2 separate regions of the Sus scrofa genome follow, and region 1 is linked to region 2. A link is a contact called in public Hi-C data. All regions are on one chromosome and are shown on one strand. The core of a region is the stretch at or near the end of the contact, and the rest is flanking DNA. Distances in the headings are between cores, read along the strand shown. Region 1 holds the start of SLC17A2 (sodium-dependent phosphate transport protein 3). Region 2 holds the start of SLC17A4 (probable small intestine urate exporter).

The links. Hi-C and Micro-C count contacts between places; a contact is called where the count stands out from the background.
Region 1: a contact with region 2 is called in a Hi-C map of liver, with 2.4 times the contacts expected there. The contact joins the promoter of SLC17A2 here to the promoter of SLC17A4 in region 2. A contact is called at or near these places in 2 of 5 promoter capture datasets (fetal liver and liver) and 4 of 47 Hi-C or Micro-C datasets (liver and skeletal muscle).

Annotation. Positions count from the first base shown.
Region 1 is chr7:20,661,031-20,665,843 of Sscrofa11.1, forward strand. It overlaps SLC17A2 (sodium-dependent phosphate transport protein 3), which reads right to left and starts at 2,468. Exons shown (of 21, transcript XR_002345599.1): 1 at 2,251-2,468. LOC110261475 (a long non-coding RNA gene) reads left to right here and starts at 112. Exons shown (of 4, transcript XR_002345602.1): 1 at 112-992.
Region 2 is chr7:20,488,052-20,493,253 of Sscrofa11.1, forward strand. It overlaps SLC17A4 (probable small intestine urate exporter), which reads left to right and starts at 2,237. Exons shown (of 14, transcript XM_021098409.1): 1 at 2,237-3,892.

The sequences.
Region 1 (4,813 bases), core at 1,218-3,717, 170 kb after region 2:
AGCTGTGACGTAAACACAGCGTTGGCTTGGATGATTTGATCCCTGGCCCGGGAACTTCCATATGGCATGGGTGGAGCAAAAAAAACCAAAACCATACTTTTAAGTTGAGCTTTGAATATTTAAATAAAAATTTAAAAAGACTATTCTTTTTGGTTTTTTGTTAGTGGGATTATATCACAAACCTATCACTTCAGTTGTCTTTTGCTTTCCATCTGCTGCCATCTCTACCTTAGCTTTTTATGGTTTCATATGCTACTTTGAATATTGACTCACTAGCTAATTTTAGTTGTTAATTTCCTTTTCCTGTGCTTAAGACAAATACCGAAATCAGCCAGACAACCCAAACCATCCTAAAGGAAAAGCATTCTGGGACATAGTTGTGGAAACTATTTTTCTAAAATAATGACAGAAGCATGTAAAAGCATGGAGTCTGAGAAGTGGTGTAATTGCTTTACCCTTAGAGACAGTGGAATGTGTCTTAGCGCAATTATAAACATTGTCAAGGACCTTCCTAGTCAGGAGTGACACTTCTAAAAGGTAGTGGGTATTAGTGTCAAAGCTGTAAGTAGACATAGAAAAACTGAATTAAAATTAAGTACAAACTCTATATTTAAAAAATAATCTTATGATACAAAATAGAACAATATTTGGTATAAAATTAATCATATAAACCATATGCTTTATTCATAAGCATATGGATTCTTAGTCTAGGGCTCACTATTTAGTCATCATGATCTTAGATTTCCCTTAATACAGTCTGTCTTGCATCATCTAAGCTGGCCAAGATTTCTAGTTTACCCAGAGTAAATGTTACACATAGTTGAAAGGGCATGAATCTACAGTTCAAAGAGTATCCAAGGACCAAGTTCTTTTCCGTCATTGACAGTCTGGGTGAAGCAGAGCAGATTGTATAAGATCCCAGAGCTTTCATTGTTTCATAGGAAAGATGGAGATAACATTACTTCACAGGACAGTTGGGAGTGAAAACAAAGGTATGAGCTATGCCTTCTCAATATTAATAATTTTATAGTGTAAAATGTCATTCATATTAACAACAGACAGAATAATAAATAGTCACAAGACTGGCACTTGGGTCCACTCCGATTAATAAACACAGGATTACAGTAAATGACCTGTCTTTCCACAAAAATGCTTTTGCTTTACAAAGTTGTTTTTAAACATTTTCTTTTAAAAGTGGGTTCTTCTGGACTAGAATCCAGAAGATGGATAATGAAGGGATGCATCTCACTACAAACACCAGACAACATGGGAAGAAGTCATTTCTTCCAGGTTAGTAAAACCGAGGCCCATTTTATCATGTTTATCTGAGAGACTGGTAATTCTGGAATAAAACTAGTTGTTCCAGAGATCATTTACATCATGCTATCAATTCATATGAATTAATTAATCATGAAAAAAAGAAATGTACTAAGCACCAAGAGTGGGTGATCCTACAAGGCAGGATTATGTCAAAATTAAGGTGCACCTGGGGCCCTGCCCACAGGAGACTCACAGCTCCTCTCCCCAGGAGATAAGCAGGGGTGTCTGCTCTTCTTTCCTCCAAGCAACAAGCTCAGGCTGTGTCTTCCAGGCCTGTGTGAGTCTATCTATGCTATGGAATTGGGATTTTTCTCTGGGCAGGTTGAGAGAGGGCACCTTCCCTGGATCTTCCTCGCCTACCACAGGGCTTCCCACCATAGAACTAACAGGCACTAATCATAATCTGTTTGGGCACCTTTCCTCCGTTGTACAAGGAGGGCAACAGACCAGGTCATCCCTACAAGTACACAAGTTTTCTTGCCTTAAATATTATTCACAACTTTGCTCATATTTTCCTTTTTCTGAGAGACAATTTCAACTACACACAGAAATCTGAAAAGGCTCCTGAGTCACAATCTCCAATCCCAAACCTTGTTAGTTCTGATCCAGTATTTTGTTCCACAGCCAAAGCTTCTCCAATTCATGGAGGTGTCACAATTAATACTCACAGAATCCTTGGAGACGTGACCATTGTTCAGAGTTCACTGTCACCAGTAGCCTTTCAAGCCTTGCTCTAGGGTCCTGATTGAATTGATTACTTTTTTTTAGAAAGTCTCTTCACTTAGCAATGAAACGATTAGCAGATGGAGACCCTTAGGCTGCTGATAATGTTTTTTTCCTCTGACTTCCCCTCAAATTCTTCTCTCCCCTTAATGGAGCTCTGATTGATTAGTAATTATCCTCCAACCCAAAAAGAAGAAATGCACTTACCTTCACCATTAAACCAGTATTGTAAGACCTAGACTATAAGGCTACCTTGAAGAAAGAAAGAGTTTTCATCCCTTCTTCACTTTCAAATAATTCCACAATTTCACAAGGATAAATAATGCGTCACATGGCAGGCAGGTTTAGCCCTACATCCTCAGAGCAGAGAGTCTGGGTTTGGTTTTGCTGCTTAATTTTTAACTTCATTTTAAGTTCTCACTGATAGAATGAGTATCTCAAAAGATGACACTATGTTTTGCTGCTTTGAACTCTGCATACAGCTTAAAATGTCAACAAGCCTTTTTCCTGAAAGAGCGAGCAGGCATGGAAGAAAGAGCAGGGCTCCTGGAACTGGAGAGAAGTCAACCCCATCTTCACTTCCTAGTGTTTTCTGTCTCCTTGGACAAGTCATTTAAGCTCTTTTGAGTTGGTTTCTCCATAAGTAAAGCAAGGGTTATAATGCTCAACTCATGGGGATATTGGGCAAGTTAAATGAAATACATATGCTAACTGGTAGTAGGTCCTCAATAAATGAGATGTTCCCATTAAAGAATATTGTTAAATCAGCTAGGTTTTCTTTAAGCACTTGGGGCCCACAGCTTAATAAATGTGAACTTTGACCACTCTGATATCTTCCCATGAAGCTACCCTGCAGGCTTCCTTCCTGTTTCATATCTGTGCTCTTTCTAATCCAGTCTCGGCTCGAATCTTGATATTTGGACTTGTTCTTAATTTGTGATTCTTAAATTTTGGACTGTGGCTGCTACTGGGTCTTCCCAGCTTGATTCTCAACCCTTATAAAATGAAGTCTTGCTCTTTCTGCTTTTATTAGCTTCAAATTGCCTTAGTTGATTTTCCTTGCCTGAGTTAGTCTCGCCACACTCCCACAAGGAACCTACTGGAATTTTGCTACTTGGTTCCCCTGTATTAGGGCTCTGCTGCTGTAATCAATTACCACAAACTTAGTGACTTAAAACAACACGTATTTACAGTTCTGGAGGTCAGATGTCCAAAATGGATTTCACTGGGTCCAAAATCAAGATGTCGTAGGGCTACACTCTCTCTGGAGGCTTAGGAGAGAGTTTATTTCTCTACCTTTTCTAACTTCTTGAGGTCACCTGCCTTCCTTGGCTCATGGCTGCTTCCTCCATCTTTAGAGGCAGCAGTATAACATTTTCAAATCTTTCTAACTCTGGCACTCCTACCTCCCTAAGAACTTTCTATAATTATATTGGGATCATTTGGAAAATCTAGGATAGCTTTCTTGTCTCAAAATCCTGAAGTCAGGAGTTCCTGTCGTGGCTCAGTGGTTAACGAATCCGACTAGGAACCATGAGGTTGCGGGTTCGATCCCTGCCCTTGCTCAGTGGGTTAACGATCCGGCGTTGCCTTGAGCTGTGGTGTAGGTCGCAGATGCGGCTCAGATCCTGCGTTGCTGTGGCTCAGGCGTAGGCCGGCAGCTACAGCTCCAATTAGACCCCTAGCCTGGGAACCTCCATATGCCGTGGGAGCGGCCCAAGAAATAGCAAAAAGACAAAAAAAAAAAAAAAAAAAAAAAATCCTGAAGTCAATCACACAGGCAAAATCCCCTCTGCCATACAAGGTAACAGTCACAGGTTTCAGGGATTAGGATGTGGAACTCTTTAGATGGCATTATTTAGCTTACCACAGTCCACTTGTGAAAAGTGAGGAAATAAAATGGAGAACTGAAACAACAGTGCCTTCCTTCCTATAACTGAAAATTCTGGTTATGACTTATTGTAAAGTCATTCCATACTTGGTCAGTCAATGAAAATAGTTAAAAAAGAGGACAAATGAGAGTTTTTGTTTGTTGGTTTGCCTATACTGTGCCAATGAAAGTGCAACATTTTCTAATTTGTGCAAAAGTACAGCATGACCTGGCAGCAGCCCTGGTAAAAGAAATTGCCAAGACTGGATCTCCACAATAGGACTAACTGTAATAAGGAAAGAGTGATCAACAGTGTCCAGTGCCATAAGATTCAAACTATATTCTTCAAGTTTCATATTTTGTTTAAATAGTGTAATCCTATAGTTGGATTTTGCAAGCTCCCTGAAGGAATTTTGTGTATTTTGAGAAGTGCTATATCCACAGCACTTGGCACAGTATCTGGCCTATCATGTGTGTTCAATAAACATTAGTTTACTCAATGGATGTATTCTTGAGATATGCTTGCCATTAAAAATCAAGATTTATGTAGCTGATCCAAATCCCTTAGTCCCCATCATGATTTTCACATAACAAACTGTTAAATCAACTCAGTGAGCTTCCACACTTCAAGAATATCTATAACTTATTTACAAGTATCAAGAGGAATGTAACAGAAAAGATCAGAGTCTTAAAAAAAATTCTCTCTGATCTGGCATTTACAGCTGTTTCCAATCAGAGCAGTACAATTCCACTTGAGAATTTACTGTGTTCCAGACATGATGCTAGCTTCTGAGATTATCAGTTTAAAACCTAACCCATAACTTCACAGAGTTCAAAGTCCACCGAGTGAGACTATACAAAAAGACAGACAGCTAGGATGAAAAGTAATCAGAACTAACA
Region 2 (5,202 bases), core at 987-3,486:
GACACAAAGACTTCTCAATTCTTCTTTTGGAACTAGTATTTTATGTAAACTTATTTATAGATTTTATATTTGTTTCACTTTAACAAATTGTTTCTAAAATTATTTGCTTGTTTTTTCACACCAATGCTGTATTTCCTCACAATACCCTTCTCAACTTTAGAATTCATTTTATTATCTTAAGTTGCACGTAAATAAATCATTTCTTTGCCTCACTGCCTTCCAATACAATTTCTGGAAGCCCATTATTCAGTACAGAGTGCTATATTTTTAAATACCAATCACTTTAATGTTGACTTGATAGTAGTCTACTTCTTCCAGTAAATAAAATTGGATATATATAACATACAAAACTTATATACATAGAAATTTTAAGTAGTAGACCACTAAAATTATATTTAACCTGAAAATGTTATCATCGATAATATTTCCTTCCCAACCCTAACATTCAACTTTTATGTTATATTGTTAACTTTTCAGCTATTTACTGTTAAGTTCTTCAAAGAGAAACTTGAAAGAAAAATATCATGAACACCCACATGGTATGCATTATGGCATTTTACTTCAGTTTCAGTATCCCTCTCCTGAGAGATGTTATTCTTGGTTTCATTTTCATATCTAGTAAAATTAACAATAATTCCCTAACATCTAGTCTATTTTCAGATTTCTCTAATTTTCTGCAAATTTTTTATAGCTGGTTTTACTTTTTGTTTTCAAGTTAAATGTAATATTCATGCTGTTGGGGCCCAGGGCAGGCTGTCCCAAAATATGCCTCAATGGCATATTATTTTTTTTTTTAAATTGAGGTATAGTTGATTTATTAATTTTGGGTATACAACATAATGATTCAATATTTTTATAGAATATACTTCATTTAAAGTTATAAAATATTGGCTATAGTCTGGGAATACCTTGGTATCTCAGTGGGTTAAGGATCCAGCAGCTGTCAGTGCTGTGGTGCAAGTTCCATGCCTGGCCCTGGAACTTCTACAGGCCATGGACTTGGCCAAAAAAAAGAAAAAAAAACCCGAAAAACAAACAAAAAAACAAAAAAACTTACAAAAGAAACATTGGCCATATTCCCTGTGCTGTTCAAATATCCTTTTTTTTTTTAATTTATTTTATACATAGTAGTTTGTACCTCTTAATCCCCTAAAGCTCTTCTTCCCACTGATTTGTTTTCTGTATCTGTGATGCTAATCAATATCGCCAATCATCAGGGAAATCAAATCAAAACCACCATGAGACACCATGGCTATCAGAATGGCTATCATCAAAAAGATAACACAAATAACAAATATTGCTGAGGATGTGGAGAAAAGGGAATCTTAGAATACTCTTAGTAATGTAAATTGGTGCAACCACTATGGAAAACAGCATATGGATTATTTTCCCCCTCTTTCCCCCTGAAAATGGAAAATAAACCTTCTATGTGAAGGTATTCCTCCCTATACCAGGAGGATAGAGTATATCGGGAGTTAGGGAATCCAAGGCTAAGACATCTATATAAACGAACTTTATTACTTCTTCCTTAGCTACCCCAAGCACAAGCCCCTTTGTTGTTAAACCTTCACAAATAATTGTTTCTTTATCTAAAAATGATACATAGATAGTCTGCTTCAGTTACTTGGGGGAGTTCCCAATTCTATGAGACTTTCACGTGTATGAATTAAATTGGTGCTTTTTCCCTCCAGTTAATCTGTCCCCTCTCAATTTAATTATTAGACCAGCCAAAAGAACCTGAGAAGGATAAACGAAATTTCATCCTCCCTGCTAGTGCTAAAAATAAAAAAACAATCCACCAAAAGTATGTTAAATTCAAATTTGCCAAAAGGGCATAATTAATACTTATTTGACATTACAAAAGTGCTTAGTAAAATAAGACTAATAGGATTCTTAATGTATGGGTCAAATATATCTCAACCTCGGAGTTCCCGTCGTGGCGCAGTGATTAACGAATCCGTCTAGGAACCATGAGGTTGCAGGTTCGGTCCCTGCCCTTGCTCAGTGGGTTGACGTCAGTGGGTTAACGATCCGGCGTTGCCGTGAGCTGTGGTGTAGGTTGCAGATGCGGCTCGGATCCTGCGTTGCTGTGGCTCTGGCATAGGCCAGTGGCTGCAGCTCCCATTCGACCCCTAGCCTGGGAACCTCCATATGCCACAGGAGCAGCCCAAAGAAATAGCAAAAAGACAAAAAAACAAACAAACAAAAAAACATATCTCAACCTAAAGCCCAAGATCATGTTTGGCAGTGAAATACCAGTACCATTCCCAAGAGAGCCAGGAATATGACCAAGAAAACTTTGTGCTGCCCTCATTATTTGATGATATTTTGCGATATACTCAGGCATCTTAGTCAAGGAATTTTCCAAGCAGTTGATTTATTGCGCTGAGTTTAGAGAAACATCTAAAGAAGGAAATGAAAACAGAAATCCAATTATTGTACTGTACATTACTGTAAAAAAGTAAAAGCTTCTTTTTTTTTTTTTCTATGAGACTATAAGGTAAAACAATGTAATTCATATACTCACTAATTATTACATAGATACAAAAGCTACAGAAGTTTGGGACAAACAACAAAAATGTGCAGGGATGTTGTGAAGAAAAGTCTAAAGCTCTTTAAGAAATTTTTGAGAAGAAATGACATAATTTGTAGCTAAAAATAATCGAATTTGTGAGCTAGATGTTTCACGAATTAAGCACATGTGCCCTGTGGAAGGAGGGGGGCAGCCGAGGGTTTTATTTTTCTCAAAAGAAATTCTGGGACATGTAGAGAGAAAAATTGAATCATAGATAAATTATACAAAAATACATTTCTATTTATGTAGAAAATGTAATAATATGATAAAACCTAATGACAGTATGCTCAAAATTGTTCAGAGTGACTGATTTTCTACACTAAATATTAAGAGTCAACTCCAGGAAAACGTTAAATAATTAACACACAAGCACAAACTATAATCCAGATAGTTCGATACTCAGTAAATATACAGGGAGTTCTTGTTGTGGCTGATCAGGTTATGAACCCAACTAGTATCCATGAGGATGCCATGTTCCCTGGCACTGACAGATAAGCCCTGATAAGTGACCACTGGATTTGCCAGTACGGAGGTTGATGATAGCTTTGACAAGTGCTGTCTTGCTGCTAGTGGGCTCCAGAGAGAATAGCTTTGTATGGAGTATAATCATATTCAATTACTATGTTGTACATCTGAAACTAATACGATATTGTAAGTCAATTATACTTCAGTTGAAAGAGAGAGAATTGGAGGGTGAGGAAACAGACCACAAGTATGCCTGGGTCTTATGAAATGCTTTGCTACTAAAGGGACCAGAATCACAGGGTGTCAAGTTTCACAGAAACCTCAGCGGCCTTTGTGCAAATAGTTAAAATCAGAAAACTACAAAATCCATTCAAGTTTATATTATATTAGTTCTCTACAAATATATTAGTTCTCCACTCTGGGGAGAGCCCAGTTCTATGAAACAGGAGGATGATGGAGAGAGGACCAAAAAGGGACAAGGCATATCCTATCCTCATGAAGAATATAATAACCCTGAGAGACCCTATAGGGTGACAGTACTTAAATAAGGAGCATGGGCTGTTAGGCTCCTATAAGAAGGGGCACTGATGCTGAATGGAAGATAAGGGAAGATGGAAGTGACCATTTGGGCTTGAAGCATGAGGAAGATTTAATGAGCTTAATATACTTGTCAGGGAAACAATGAAAGCACAGTTAAAAATTAAACCATTGAGCCAGTGAGACTCTCCCCTTTGGAAACAGAAATGCTAAAACTTTGGGCTAATCATTTACCTCCTGGGGATTAGGAAATTTGAAGAAGCTTAGAGAAATTTATTTGAATGGACTGAGGACCCTGCACCCTACCTCCCTCAGGTTAGCCTTCAATATTTTGCCCTTTATTACTCTGCTTTTGAGGTGGTAGGAATGGGTTTTTCCCATAGAGAGCAGCTTAATTTGCTATTTCAGGGTAGAGATTGTGGGGATGGAGAAAGGAATTCTTTTCTGAGATAATTCTGAAAAATTAAGATAGAATGTCATTTTTCCCTCAAAGAAACAAGAGCTCCAGAACTCCAGGGAATAAAACTGGGACTAAAACCATCCAAAAAGATGGCTCAGGATTTCCCGTTGTGGCACAATGGAAATGAATCCGACTAGGAACCATGAGGTTGCAGGTTCAATCCCTGGCCTCGCTCAGTGAATTCAGGATCTGGCATTGCCATGAACTGTCGTGTAGTTTGCAGACTCAGCTCTGATCCTGCATTGTTGTGGCTGTGGCGTAGGTCAGCAGCTATAGCTCCAGATTAGACCTGTAGCCTGGGAACCTCCACATGCCAAGAGTGTGGCCCTAAAAAGCAAAATAAATAAATAAACAAAAAGATGGCTCCCAGAGACCTGGAGGCAAACCAGCAATTTTCAGTTATATTTTTAGTGTTGATATCACTCCTATATTGAAATTAGACTAGATGACCTGCTGCTTAAGATTTCTAAATTGGGCTTGTTTTTTGTGGAATATGTTAACTGAAAAAAATTGATCACATTACACTTAATGTGAATTGATTTACATTAATTGTAAGTTCTGGCAGAGTAAGATTTTCATCGGGGCTAAAAATTAAACAATGAGAATAGACTAGACCTTTCCAATTAATTTAAGTATGGGGAAAAGTAAAACAAATGCAATCCCACATGGCTTTGGGAAGTAGTTAATGAGTGAAGAGTTTGGGGCAGACAGCTTTTGTTTTGGGGGTCTAAATAAGAACCATGAACTGTTCCTAGTGCAGGAAATGTTCATGAGAGCAGACACAGATAGCATTTGATCTATTAATATCTCTGCATGGTACCTTAAGGAAGAATCTCTTTCTACAGTGAGCTAGTGAATGGCAAAAGAATAGGATGTGTTTAATGCACAGAAACAGTGTTGGCCAGAAAAACTGACAGGAACATTGATAGAAGAATGATTGGCCCACTTTCTTTGCTGATTCTTCCTCTTTTACCTGGTCTCTAAATAAATAAATAAATAAATAAATAAATAAATAAATAAATAAATAAATAAAGGTCAATGGCTTTCAAATTTGCATTTCTCCCTGGGCCATCTGTTCCAAGCTGTAGGCTCAGACAAAATATCTACTTGGCAATTTTCCCTTCGGGGTCTAACAGGCATCTCAAAGCCAAGGCATCCAAAATGA